Regions from separate parts of the Hordeum vulgare genome. Here region 2 is linked to region 1. A link is a contact called in public Hi-C data. All regions are on one chromosome and are shown on one strand. The core of a region is the stretch at or near the end of the contact, and the rest is flanking DNA. Distances in the headings are between cores, read along the strand shown.

Region 1 (7,287 bases), core at 3,310-5,809:
ACCCCCTTGATAATTCGTTATAGATTAAAGCTGGTCTGGCAAGGCCCAACTTTGGTTCTACATTTGCCCAACATAATAATTTTTGACAACTTGAAATGCATAGGGAGTTAGCGCTACCCGAGGAGTAATTTTACATAAACAGGGGGGGCCAGTGCTGATGGTGTTGGTCCCAAACGGTCTGCCTGCGGGGCCACCGCGAGGAAACTCGAGGTTTGGCACCTGTAGCTAGTTCCATCCGTCGTGTCCCGAGAACGAGATACGCGGCTCCTATCGGGTACGTCGACACGTCGGGCGGCCTTGCTGGATTAGTTTTACCTTTGACGAGATATCTTGTGCATCGGGATTCCGGTGATGCTCTGGGTAATCTCAGAGTTGAGGTTTTCCACTAGGAAATCCGACGAGATCGCGAGCTTCGTGATTGAGGACTTCTATGCGGCTTGTGGTAATTTGTGATGGACTAGTTGGAGCACCCCTGCAGGGTTAAATCTTTCGGAAAGCCGTGCCCGCGGTTATGTGGCAACGTGGAAGCTTTGTTTAACACTGGTTCTAGTTAACTTGAAGTAACTTAATTAAAATATGCCAACTGTGCGCGTAGCCGTGACTGTCTCTTTCGTGAGTTCCTTCTCCGATCGAGGACACGGCGGGGTTATGTCTGACGTAGGTAGGTGTTCAGGATCATTCTTTTGTTCATCTGTAGTCACGTCCGTTATGCGTAGATCTTCCCCCCTCTTATTTCTTGTACTCGTAAGTTAGACACCAAATATATGCTTAGTCGCTGCTGCAACCTCACCACTTAACCGTGCCTCACCCATTAAGCTTTGCTAGTCTTGATACCTTGGAAATGAGATTGCTGAGTCCCCTGTGGCTCACAGATTACTACAACACCAGTTGCAGGTACAGGTAAAGGTTACATGACGCGAGCGCGTTGATTGTTCATTTGGAGTTGCCTCTTCTTCTTCTTCTTCATCGATCTAGGATGGGTTCCAGGCCGGCAGCCTGGGGTAGCAAGGATGGACGTCGTTCTTCTTTTGTCGTTTGTTTTCGTCCGTAGTCGGACCCTGCTCTTACTCTTGATGATTATGTAATGTACTGATGTGACTCTGATGTAGCTTGTGGCGAGTGTAAGCCAATTCTATATATCTCTTCTTTTCAGTACATGTACTTGTAACGATATCCATTCTTGCGACACGACGAGATGCGCTTCTATCCCTGACGAGGCCCTCGTGCCAGATTGAGGATAGGGTCGCATCTTGGGCGTGACATTTTATTAGTGAAATTTTTTAAAAAATCATAACGAAAGAAAGACCAGAGAACGGGAGGAAACAAGCATGCACGAGAGGGAGGTGGTACTGCTGGACAATGGCCTGCGAAAAAAGGTAGCGAGCGTAGGCTATCCTTTTCGGCACAACATAGGAGCTCTCCACAATGAGCCCATGATTTGCCAGCAGTCACATGCAGTTTGGCTATCCGCGAGCCAATTCTTATTAGACATATCAAACAAATCGATCGGCCCGTAAAGCGAGCTATAAATTAATATTTTAGTTTCAGTTTCCCTGGAGTTATAAATTCCCCCCTAAAAAGTCTTAAAACATTAATGACTTGCTAAAGAAATAAATCAGACATTTTCTTAAAAAAGAAGAAGAAAAATGGACTCAAACATAGAAGCACGACTATGTTCCACAAAACGTCTAATTCATCATACAACATAGAAGCACGAATATTAGTTTGGAATTTCTTTTGGAAATTCCAAACTTTCTTTAGAATAAGGATTTTTTCTTGAAAACCCGCAAACATTTCTTAAATTCAACAAACTTTTTCAAATCCACATTTTTTTAAATGGGCGATTTAAAAAATGATGAAGATTTTTCAAATCTGTATTTTTTTCAAAATTCACATTCTTTTTAAAATCTGATGACCATTTTTTTAACATTGATGATTTTGTTTCAAAAGTATGAACTTAAAAAAAACAATTAACTTTTCTTCAAAATCGATGAACTTTTTTAAAAAATCAATGAACTTTTTTTGAAATCCATGCACTTTCTTTGAAGTTCGTAAAGTTTTATTAATGAAAATTGAAAAAAAATCATAACGAAAGAAAGACCAGCGAACGGGAGGAAACAAGCATGCACGAGAGGGAGGTGGTACTACTGGACAATGGCCTGCAAAAAAAGGTAGCGAGCGTAGGCTATCCTTTTCGGCACAACATAGGAGCTCTCCACAATGAGCTCATGATTTGCCAGCAGTCACACGCAGTTTGGCTATCCGCGAGCCAATTCTTACTAGAAATATCAAACAAATCGATCGGCCCGTAAAGCGAGCTATAAATTAATATTTTAGTTTCAGTTTCCCTGGAGTTATAAAGTCCCCCCTAAAAAGTCTTAAAACATTATGAATTGCTAAAGAAATAAATCAGACATTTTCTTAAAAAAGAAGAAGAAAAATGGACTCAAACATAGAAGCACGAATATGTTCCACAAAACGTCTAATTCATCATACAACTATAATCCAATGCCTCGTGTTATTAGTCGGGCTCTTATGAATTCAAATTTAATTAGACATTTACCTGTTTGATCAATGTCCCCTCATACTTTTCACTATTCATTTCTTATGCCCATGCAGAAAAAACTAGACTCGCTATCTTTGTTTATCTATACATTACATATGTGGGTTATACGTAATTTGAAATCAGCATCGTAGAGTAAATTTGTCTTCATCTCTTCGGATTGTGCTAGTTAGGATTTTGCAAATGCAATGTACCTCCAATAGTTGCATATTTTTTTTTATCGTAGTCTTATGTTCTAACGGGATAGACCGAGGGGTCGTAAAGCCTTGATAAGCCACACATCATGGCCACATCCAAATTCAGAAACTTTAAAGGCCATGATGTTTCTTTTGTTAACTTATGCCGACACAATTAATATGGTCGTGTGGGTTGCGAAGCTTCGGTAAGTCGCGTTTATGATCACTTCTCAATCTGAAGCATTCAAATGGCATGATATTTTTTGGTTGGCATTCATCGTGTCTCAATGAATGTGGTGGTGCGGGTCGCAAAGCTTCGATAAAGCCGCTAATCATGAACACTTCTCATTCTAGAGCATTCAAGAGCTATGATGTCTCTTCTGTTGGCTTATCACATTGAAGTGAATGTGGTAGGGTCTCATGACAAGGGTATCCTCCGTGCTTTGTCTTTTTGCGGCTGGCTGCCAAAAAAAAGCCCCAGACGCGTCACAAGTCACTAATGATATATTTGGTTGCATTGCAAGGATAGGCTATACCTAAGCTAGCCCAGCTAGCTCAACTCAGCTTTGCCGCCCTTGCCACGAGTACATGTTTGGTTAAGTGTGATTAGCTCTGTCAATTCAGAGAGTTAGTTGTAGACTTTTGCTTCTAATCCGATTTTGCCGTCGGAGGCGAGCCAAATCGACCCTCCCTATGGAGCGTGGTTTTCCTTGCCCAATGTGGCTACCTGGCCTTCAAAAGCTAAATTTTATTTGTGAAGCCAAACACCTAACCTAGCTTAGCAACGCTAAAACCATTCTTGCTAAGGAACCAAACGCACCCTAAATACCTTGAAATGAGTGAGAATCTCAAAGCTTTATATGAAAGAACAATAAATGATACAACGAAACACGACTGAGATATGGAGACTCGTGGATTTCTTTGTGGTAATATTGCGAATTGTCCATACATGTATGCATAGGACCGTGCCACGAAGAAAGCAAGCACGTCGATGTAGCGTTGGGCCCACACGAAAATTTGACATGTTACTGGGGCTCGTCGGGTAACGTCTTCTACCGAGGACGTCCGTTCGTGGTTATAACCTTCGGCCTTCCATTACCGCCGAGTCACATGCAACCCTTATTTATTATCAGGCTTTGACGTGGCCTTTACAAACAAAACAAATCTCCGCGCTTATAGTTTTGGCGCGAAACACCCTACGTAGACCCTAGTCGTCCGAGGGTTACCCAGCAAACCGTCTCTCCCACCTCCGGCGCGAGGGAGGAGGCGCGGCGAGAGGCGGGACCGGGCATTAACGACACGTCTAATCCGGGCCGTCGATACCCCCGTCGACGGCCCGGATTGACAGATGAGGGAAGGGTTCCCACCATAGCTCCGCCGTTGGTATTTCAGCAAACCCATTTTCTAGACGCCTAAAATATTCGCCCCCTTTACTGCTGCCAACATAGTACTGCGGCCACCGACCAAACGTGCCACAAAACCCACCTCCGCCGGCGGCCTCCGGCGCGGCGACCGGCCTCCGTTCCCCTCCCCTCCCCTCCCACCCCACCGCCGCCCGCCTCCCCCTTCCCCCTTCCCCGGTCGCCGTGCCCCGTCGCGACAGCCGCGCCTCGCGAGCCCGTCCCCTGCCCCGTGCCCTGGAGGCCCAAACCCTAGCCGGCGCGGCGGGCGGGCGGGCGTGGCGTCGGGGCCGATGGACGACACCCTGGCCAACATACGGAAGAAGCTGAAGCGGCTGAAGAAGGGCAAGGACGAGGACGACGCCGCCGACGCCCCCGCGGCGGCCGAGGGCGGCGAGGCCGTCGCCGTCGCCGCCGCCGCCGGGACGGAAGATCTGCAGGAGGGCGGCGACGTCGAGGACATGGGCGAGGGCGTCGCCGACGAGGGCGGCGACCTGGAGGCCCCCGCGAATGTGGTTCCTGGGGAGGACGGCGTGAAAGTCCCCGGCGGCGATTTAGGGTTGGGGGACTCCCTGTCGGTGCTCTTCAGGAAGCCTGGCCGCAAGCCTCGGCAGCAGGCCTCGAAGAATGAGGAGGCAGATGGTGTGGAGGCTGCCGATTCGCAGGCTGAGGAGGCCCTCAATGGCGGATCTGGTGGCCTGGGTTCAGACGAGGCTGCCAAGGGCACCAAGAAGAGGCGAAGGCGGCGCACCAAGGCGGAGATGGAGGAGATGAGGGCTGCCGCCGCCGCCGCTGCAGAGAATTATGCGAATGCAATGGCAGGTGATGGGTCTCCCAGGAGGTCAAAGGCGAAGCCAAAGGCTGCTTATTCTGATAGGTGCTCTAGGGCTGCCGCCCGTCGAGCCGTTGGAGAATTGGCGGGATTGCCCGTTGGAGAATTGGCGGCTCCCGGGCCTCCCCCTGTTTCAGAAAGGAATCCCAATGATAAAGAAGAGGCTGCGGATAAAGAAGAGGCTGTGGATAAAGAAGAGGCTGCGGATGATGGTTTATCGCTGGGAGAGACGCTTCTGCAAGACGTGGAGACCAGTAGAATTGTGGAGGATGGATCTAGAAACTCTTCTGACGCGGCAAGTCATTGCGTCAAACTCCCAGCAAGGGCTGATAACTGCCGTGGCTTAAATCCTTGTTCAGGAGGAGAACCTGCTGAAAAAGCATCTCACAGTGCGGCCAATGCATCCGCTGATGGTGTTTCTGATGCACGGACATGCTCCGAAACCTTAGCAGAGGATGCAAAGGCTGATGCAGTTTTTTCTCAAGATAAGCCACCGGCGCCAACCCTCAAAAGGAAACCTGGTCGAAAACCAAAAGAAGCGCCCAAGAAACCTGTTAGAAGGAAGGACTTGCCTAAGGTTAGTGCCGATGATAAACCAGTTGAGATAGCAGAAAGTGATGCATCGTCAAAGCAGCGGCAGCGCAAAAATAAATTTCTCTTGGCAAGGTCTACCACTGTGCAGTCTAATTCCTCGCTGGACAATAAAGCAGGTAGTGCAGGCGACATTAAATATGGCAATATCAAACCAAATGCAGCTGTGCCAACAGAAGAAAGCTTAGATCAGCCAGCTGCTTATGGGGTTCGTGAGTCCCGTGCCGCAAAGGATTCACGTGCTTCTCATAACATGGCAGCATCTGCAAAAGAAATCAATATCATTGACGTGGCAGCACCATCCAATTTTGAGGACATGGAGAATGCATCAAAGGTGAAACGCCTAACACGAAATTCTAGGAAACGTAAACATGGTGACATGGCATACGAGGGAGATGTTGATTGGGAAACTCTGATGCATGAGCAGGGGCTGTTCTCGAACCCCGCAGCAAGTTTTGCAGATCAATCTGTGAAACCAAAAGATAAAATTAAAGCGTTGGAAGTTCTCGAGAACGGAGGTGTTGCTGCCGTAAGTGCTGGCCTAATGGCGGAGGCTGTTTCTCCAATGGAAAAGCTAAAATTCAAGGATGTTCTGAAGCGGAAGGGTGGCCTTAAGGACTATCTAGAATGCAGGTGTGTTTAATGTTTTTTTTGCCCTCTAATGTTTGCTACATGCCCTAGTTTCTTTTTGTGGCAATAAATTAACTGCACCAGCTTTCTGCGATTTACCCTGCATCATGTTACTGACAATTTCTGTTTCACTTTAGGAACATGATCCTAAGTTGCTGGAACAAGGATGTTAAACATCTATTGGATCTTGCAGATTGTGATCTTTCTAATATTCCCATGGAAGATGATTCACCACGTCAAATACTTATACGCGATGTGTACCGTTTCTTAGATCAGAATGTAAGTTGCATTGCCTCCTTTGTGGCATCTGTGTTACTGCTTACGAAGTTATGCTTACTTTCGATTCAGTACTGAGCTATTGCTAGGCATTAGCTGCAGTTCTGATACCTTCTCGAAGACTTGCTAGATAAGCTTTTGAAATATGTGAACATTTTATTCTTTCCTTTTACCTTCATGCAGTTTCTAGATCTCCGTTTACCAGTAACCTTCTTTTCCTTGTTGCAGATTGTTGTTTTAGCTATTATATGTGCTATATATGGTAGATTTCAAAATCATCTAGATGCTAATACTTGATATTTCATTAATTCATATAGGGTTACATAAATGCTGGAATTGCATCGGCCAAGGTGACAAAGGATCATGGAACTCTCTGTTCGGAGGTTGTGGAAGCAGCCAAGTTAAATGAATTACCTAAAATGGAGCCAGTCAGGGTTGAAGGTGACATTCTTGCTGTATCCCTTCAGAATAAAGATCATGATCAAGTTGCTCTGGGACCTTTGACAGAAGAATCGAAGGAAAATAATGTCCCTGACGCTCACTGCGACGTCCAGGAGTTGATACCTCACTTACAGTCCAAAGAACAGGCATTTGAAGAAAAGAATCTGGATGTATCAACTGAAGCTGGAGGTGCATTACTACCATCGATCAATATTAGTTCAGTTGGAAACACTGAAGGCCCCAGTCTCGATAAACCAGAAGCAGCTGTTATTGAACATCCTGGAAACAACTGTGAGGTAAATCATAGAGTTGAATCTGGAGGGCACTGCAAAAAGATAATCATTGTGGGAGCTGGTCCGGCCGGTTTAACTGCAGCAC
Region 2 (7,287 bases), core at 1,610-4,109, 220 kb before region 1:
GTCATTTGATTGGAACAGTTCATCCCTGCAGTTATTATTTTAACTTGATAAAATTTTGAACTTGCAAGTCCTACTACAACCTAGAACTACTAATGTGGAAAACTTTGACGATCTTTAATGACTTTACAAAGAACAACTAAATATCAGCTAATTTATCAAATAAACTCTGGCTTTGAAGATTTTAAAAATGTAATCTGATTCACAAGTGTACTTTTATAGTAAAATACATAAGAGCATTCAGTGCTTACAGTTTGCAAGTCAAGTAAGTACAGATCATTGAAGCATGTGGAGTGAGATGAACCGCCAAAGATTAAAAGATAATGGTCTGCATAAACAGCAGCCGAATGATCATACCTAGGAGCTGGGCCACCTTTTCTGTTTCACAATAACAAAGAGAACGATGAATTCAGCATTCAGCAAGTTGTTAGAAATACATTAAGAGATATTTAGCATAACTAGTAAGTAAACTCTTACTCTGTTTTAACTTCTTCCCAAATCATTGTCTCCAAGTCAAGTACATGAAGATCGCTCAGAAGCCTCCTCTTATTATCCTCCCCACCAAACATAATTAATCGAGAACCGACTAGTGTTACAGATTGCCCACCACGAGCCATCTGATGGAGGGAGGATTCAGAACATGCTCTCCAGTAAATAAATGTATAACAGGAAAGAAAAGATTCTTACTGGGACTTTTCCGTACGTATCAACAGCAGACCAGCTATCTGTTTCCAGATCGATAAACCAAACTGCAGGGAGAAATACAGGGCAATCAGTTCTAGTACTTGTAAAGTCATCTGGAAGTTCACTCAAAAACATGAAGAGGCAATGTATCATTGTGTTAAAATATATTAGGTGTTTGAAAGAGGCAACATTCTTTGTCAACCAACCGACAGGAGTGTTGCCTTTTCATTGAGAAAAACAGAGGTGATAATCACAAACAGTGAGCTATTTCATTATGGGGAACATGCCGATACCCCTTCGGATACAGTGGGTGAATACTCATGGTCGTGGGCTTTGCTACACAGAGCTGCCATGCCAAAGGCAATGGAAACTGGAAAGAGGCAATTTTTGGGATTTGGGGAAAATGTAACTTGTGAAGTTGAGATGAAGCATGTTGATTCACCAGAAGTTCAACACATGGTTAATCAGTATGTAAACAGCACAAGGAAATGAAAAAAAAATGCATCCATTATAATACCACAAACGGTAACTGAAAACTATCCCTGTAGTACTGCTTATTTTATAAATCTGAAATTGGGTCAGATATATATGGACTGACAAAAACTAAGAAATAATTCACCTTAAAGTGAAATATGTGCACACATCAGTAGAACAACTCTATGATAGTGAATGAGACTTACAACATTTAGGGGCACCAACAAATATGTCATGGTTTTTTGTGGTGGTGCGGGACCATAAAGTGATGGTTGAACTATTACAACATATGTTTAAGCAAAGCCATGACCCAAAATTTTGGTGCTCAGAGTTTTAGTATGAACCAAGAAAGAGGGAAATCCAAAGAAGCACCTGAAACTTTATTCGACGTTGATGCTCTGGAGTTCCCAGCTACAACCAGAAGCATATTCCTCCACTTGACCTGAATGAAAACACTAGTCAGCATACAAGACGAGACTCTCTCGCTTGAAAGTTCTAACGAAGCTTAGGAAAAGTTAGTTAAATTTCCACAGAAATGGAAGTTGCTATCATTACCATACTATGGCCTGCTAATGCTGGGAACGGCTGGTTTCCGGCATTATTTTCAAGATTCAGCTGGTTTGAATCCCGACTAGGACTTAACAGTAACGCTGACCACTTGGATGTCCTGAAATCAAAAACCTGCCACAATTGCAGCTGTTAGGGTATGCTTCAGGTAATGAAGGAGCAGGGAGCATGATGAGCTAACATGCATGAGTGTCGAACCTGAACATCCGACAGAGAACGCCCATTCCGGCTTCCCCCGACCACATACAGCTTGTCTTGAACCACCTCCGCGGCATGCTGCCATGTATCTAGCACATCAGTAGTCATCACAGAATAAACAAAACGCAATGCAAGGAAGTCGCACAGCACCAAGGAACACTGGAACGGAACGTCCAGCCATACGATCCTTGGCGTGCATTTCGTTTAAAGGCTTGATAAGCATGCTTTCGCCGTGTTAAAAAAATACTTAGATCACAGTGCAACAACAGCGGCAGCGGCGGCAACTTCAGTAGAGTTGCACTTCCTATCCCGATAAACTCGGCGATCTCGATCAGCTAGCGGCGACAACGGGGCAGAAGAATGGACGGAAAACGACCAAGCGGTGGCCACGTCGTGTCTGCTGCGACGAAAACCACTGCCTCCATCGGCCCCGCGGATTCAGATTCAGATGAACGGCAGCGGACGTCGCATTTCGCATCCCAATCTTCGATCCCGACGCCCCTACACACGCACGCGCGCGCTAACGGCTGCGGCTCGAGCCGGCGGGCGGATCAGACTTCAGAGCGGGATAACAGAGCGGATCGACCGGAGACGAGGAGCACGGGGTGGGAATTGCGCGCGCACCTCGTAGCGGGCGGAGGGGCGGGCGGAGCCCTGGGCGGGGGGGAGCAGGGCCCAGCGGTCGTGCGTCGCCGCCGCGAGGCCGGGGCCGGGGCCCTCCTCGCCGCCGTTGATGGCGCCCTCCTCCTCCTCCACCCCCACCCCCATTCCGCCGAATCGAGATCGCGGAGCGGGTCGGTCGGGCGGAAGGAAGGAAGCTTTGGGTGCCGCGGCGCGCGTCGGTGGCCGGCGGATTGACTCGGCTCGTCGGATCTGGTGCGGTTTTTAAACCCGGCAAAGTGGTCAGTGAGTGCCGGAGCAGTGGTGGAGGTGGACTCGTCGCTGCCTACCTTTGCGTACCTGTCACGTCCCTTCTTCGGGTAGCTCTCACCACCCACGGATATACGTCAACGCCCAGCGAAGGCGCATTCCATCAGATACGTAAACCCACGTCACAAGACTTGGATGTATACCTAGCCAAAACTTGGGCCGGGCCGGGCCGGGCTTTAGGCTGAGCCTAAAAAGTCCACGATACAAAACTCAGGCCCAGTCCCCGCCCGGCCAGACCGTCAAGCCTAGGTTCTGGATGCAAGCCCAGCCTGACCCAACATAGACGTAAAAACTAGTTTTCGCAGGTCCGAGCCCGACCCAACCCAACCTTCGGGCTTGATTCTCAGGCACAGTCCTCGCCCGTAGGTAAGTCAGGTCCGTCCCGGTCCGTGAATTTTGGGTTGGGTCGGGTCGGGTTTTTCATGGCCTTGCATGACAAGGATGATATCAACAATTTTACTTGGTTTACTACTACTCCCTCTCTAAAGAAATACTCCCTCCGTTCCTAAATATAAGTCTTTTTAGAGGTTTCATTAGGGGACTACATACGGATGTATATAGACATACTTTAGAATGCAGATTCATTCATTTTGCTCTGTATGTGGTCTCTTAGTGAGATCTGTTAAAAGACTTATATTTATGAACGGAGGGAGTATATAACATGTCCTTCGGTACCTATCATTTCGGGCGGATTTCATTTACGAATTCCGGGTTCAACTTGTTTGGCTGCCATAGAATTGACCATTGGAATTGAATTATCATTTCCACCCAAATCCCTCCGCCCAAGAATCACACTATTCCCAAATCTCTGCCTCCACCCCGTCATTCCTATGGATTTGCCGTAGCTTTCCTCCTTCCTGAGACCACTTTGTCTCCCCGATCCCCCTCATCCCCATCCATGGCGCTTCGATTCGCCGCCACCAGCGAGCCCTCCCTCCTTCGCTGATCCCTCTCCCTCGTTTCTTCTCCTTTCCCATCTCCTATTCCCCGCCTCCCCCTTCCCTCCCCCCGACCCCCAGTTGCTTCGCTCCGCGTCCGTCCCGCTGCCGAGAGCGGCGTCTGATGACCCCAAGTTGCTACGCCCGCACTTCGTTCTTGGCATAAGCTTTGAAACTTCGAAGATCTTGCTTTTTGAAAAACACAAGTTTTAGCCTTTAATGATCCTTAGGACTTCTTGTCACTATTTTTGTCTACACTTGAGATGAATATATTTTGACATATTTGAATGCATGAAACAGATATTGTTCAGATCCTTTTTACCTTGATCATTTAGAAAATATCATAATGTAAATGTGTTGGATGTATAGACTGAAATGTGCATCTTGATTATTTGTAATTTAAACTGCCAGCCAAACAACATATGGCATTCGTTTCATTTTGGAAATCCATATGGCAGCCAAACAAGAAATTTGGACTTGGAAACCAAATGAAATGAAAGCCTAGGTACCAAACGAGCTGTAAGTGTTTTGTACTGAGGGAGTTTGCTTTTACATGTCGAGATAGGCCTGACATTGATATCTGAAGAATATGCTGCAGCTGCATTTTGAGGCTGCTAATGCGCAGGATTGGTATGAATATTTCTGGACGCTGTTGCCTGGGCTAAAATCTGATTGTCCGTGCAGAAAGCAATGTCTTCTACTGTAGTTGCAGTGCCCACTACTTGACCTGCTACCTTTAGCGCCAATGCTTCGGCCTGGTGAGGGGAGCATACTTGCTCTGAAATAACAACATGGTATCTGAAATTAAGCTAAATGACATTTCAGCGAGCACATGCCAAGCCTGGTGTCCATCATGAAAGGCGTCCAAAGGGATTTTGGGGGGGGGGGGGGGGGCGGTGTGCCTAGGTACAGACAACTTTAGGGGTGGGCAGCGCTGTCGTAAAGGCGAGCAGACGCGTTGGTGCTGGTTGCGAACGTCCGATAATGCCTCCACGACGGTCAAAGACATACAACAACGACGACGGAGGTGAAGAGTGCGGATGCAAATCAAGAGAGAGAAGGGACAAAGTGAAAAAAATGGAACCGGAAGGGGAGATTGGATGGATCGGGGTGTTGAAGTCCTACGTGTCTGTTGTCTAGACTCCCTCCCTTCCCCCATTTTGTCTTCAATTTTACGGGAGAAAACATGTTTAGACCTCTCAACAGACCGATACATATCCGCTTTAAATGGTTACCTGCGTTGGATGGTTTTAGTGGCCCGGACAATGTGTTCTAGATAGATGTGGGCGATTTGCGGGTCCCCGTCGAAGATGCCCTAATACCGGGCTCACAACCGGAAAATGCCAATGGAGGCCGGGCTCCACGGAGCTCGGTTTTTAAAAGTCATACTTGTATAACATATATATTTTTAAATAATTATACATACACAAATACATGTTTAACACGTTCCAGAATGTTTTTAGAAAATACTCCTCCGTCTTAAAATAAGTGTCGTAAACTTAACACTAAATTAGTGCAAATTTTATACTAAATTAGCGATATTTATTTTAAAATGGGAGAAGTATAATTTTATACGTGAGATACACCAAAAAGACAAATACATAAATAAGAATGGGCCAAAGATGTTTTTGTTCTTGGGCCTAGATTTTGTCATTTTGAACGGCATGCAAATGATAATATTTTTGAATGTAATTTTCAGATAATATGTACTCGTATATTGGTTTTCACATGATTTTTCCATAGAGTACAAGGCGCCGGCATGTCGGCCGAAAACTTTCGGCCACTCAAGCACTAGCCGTCATCGAACTATGTCATACCGTCAGATTCAATCATGTAGCAAAAATCATCGATGGTAGCAAAAACAAGTTGCGGTTGTAGCAAAATTCGCCACAGATGCAGCAAGAATCTAGTTGTAGCAAAATATCAACGTGATTATAGCAAAAAAAACAACGTTGATGACGCGTGGTAGTAAAACAAAATGTGAGTTGTAGCAAAAAGCAGACATTGTTGTAGCAAGAAATCGACACCGGCGTGCATTGTAACAAAAACTCGGCGTGGCTGTATCAAAATGAGATGCAAATTATAGCAAAAATCAACACCGGATGTAGAAAAAAATCGGGCAAACTCGGGTTGGATGCAGCTTTTTATGGACGGTTGTAGTAAAAATTGTAGATTTTTTTAAAACTGGTAGATATCGTTTATAAAGATTTTTTTTTTTAAAAAGGGCTTGTGGAGCAGTGACGAGAGCCCGGAACGGAAGTGACAGGATTGCTTGCTCCACTTAACTAACCAAGCCGAAGAAGGAAAGACCACGTGAATGAAGCCGGCTAGTCACTCGAAGGTGGGCCCCACCGCCCGCACATCTCGTCCCGTGCGGCGCCGGCCCCAGTTGCAGCCTCCGCCCGACGCACACTCGCAGACAGATCTATCTCCCTCACTCACTCGTGCTCCCTCTCCCTCCCCGTTCGGCCGGCAATCCCAGCCATCGACCGGCCGATCCCTCCACCCGTCCCTCCCGTCCCAGCGGCCCAGGCCCCACCGTAAGCGCGGCGATGGGCGCCGGGGCGCGGGCGCGGGCGACGGCGGCCGCGCTGCTGCTGGTGGCGGCAGCGCTCGCGGGGGTGGCCGCCGGCGGCGACATCGTCCACCAGGACGACGACGCGCCCAAGATCCCCGGCTGCTCCAACGACTTCATGCTCGTACGCCCCTCCTCCCCCTCCTCCTCCCAGCTTCTCGCCAGTGAGTGGGCGGAGCGGCCGGCCCCGGCTCCCGATTCCGAGCCCGCGACTGAGCGGGCCGGCAAAGCTCCGGTCTTGCCGGAGCCCGAGGAGCCGCGCGCGTGTTCGATCCGCGGACTGCGGAGTTAGGCAGCGCAGCTTTCGGTCTTCCATTACCTACTGCAATTCAGTTAGGTCGATCCCGGTAGGCAGGCGCTCCGGCTTTCGACTCCGGAGGAGCACCGGCCAGCTCTGTTTGGAGTACTTATTTTGTGCTGCGAGCTGAGGGGATTCCGTCGCTAAATAATTGTCCTGGAGATTCCGTCGCTGAATAATTATACCGTGATCAGGTTCGAGAAATGGCCGGTTTTACAAGTCAGAAGCTAGTCAATGTGGGCTTTGACATTGCATCATCTGTTAGCTAATACTACATGTCGCTATCGAGGGTTAGTGTCTAGCTTTATCTTAGTATTAAGCTGATTGGACTAGTCTATGAAGCTGCTCTAGTTTTCCTATAGAGGATATTTTCTATACACGCTGAATGGGCGATAGTGATGATCCAACCTGAAGCAGGTATCGATGTCCTGGAATTATGTACTAGGAGAACGCTACGACCTCAAGATGTCCATAGTCATTTCCAACTTCCACCCAATTAGACTTAGTTTTTTGTACATTGCCGTGCGCGCGTAATCCACTTGAACAGGTTTACAGTCTACTGTGCACTTGTGTTTAAGTATCATGACTCATGAGCTCCACCTGGGCTTTTATGTTACCAACTCAGA

What was found. A called contact is a pair of places that touch in the nucleus more often than the background predicts.
Region 2: a Hi-C map of seedling shows a contact between it and region 1, with 2.4 times the contacts expected there. The contact joins the promoter of LOC123401648 here to the promoter of LOC123402801 in region 1. A contact is called at or near these places in 3 of 6 Hi-C or Micro-C datasets (leaf, seedling and an unstated tissue).

The regions. Positions count from the first base shown.
Region 1 is chr6H:557,177,861-557,185,147 of MorexV3_pseudomolecules_assembly, reverse strand. LOC123402801 (lysine-specific histone demethylase 1 homolog 3) reads left to right here and starts at 4,559. Exons shown (of 8, transcript XM_045096761.1): 1 at 4,559-6,195; 2 at 6,330-6,471; 3 at 6,786-7,287. The coding sequence starts at 4,601.
Region 2 is chr6H:557,394,319-557,401,605 of MorexV3_pseudomolecules_assembly, reverse strand. It overlaps LOC123401648 (acyl-CoA-binding domain-containing protein 4), which reads right to left and starts at 2,859. Exons shown (of 14, transcript XM_045095490.1): 1 at 2,545-2,859; 2 at 1,921-1,998; 3 at 1,711-1,836; 4 at 1,528-1,597; 5 at 685-746; 6 at 475-614; 7 at 249-375. The coding sequence starts at 2,688. LOC123401647 (signal peptide peptidase-like 4) reads left to right here and starts at 6,100. Exons shown (of 14, transcript XM_045095488.1): 1 at 6,100-6,487. The coding sequence starts at 6,341.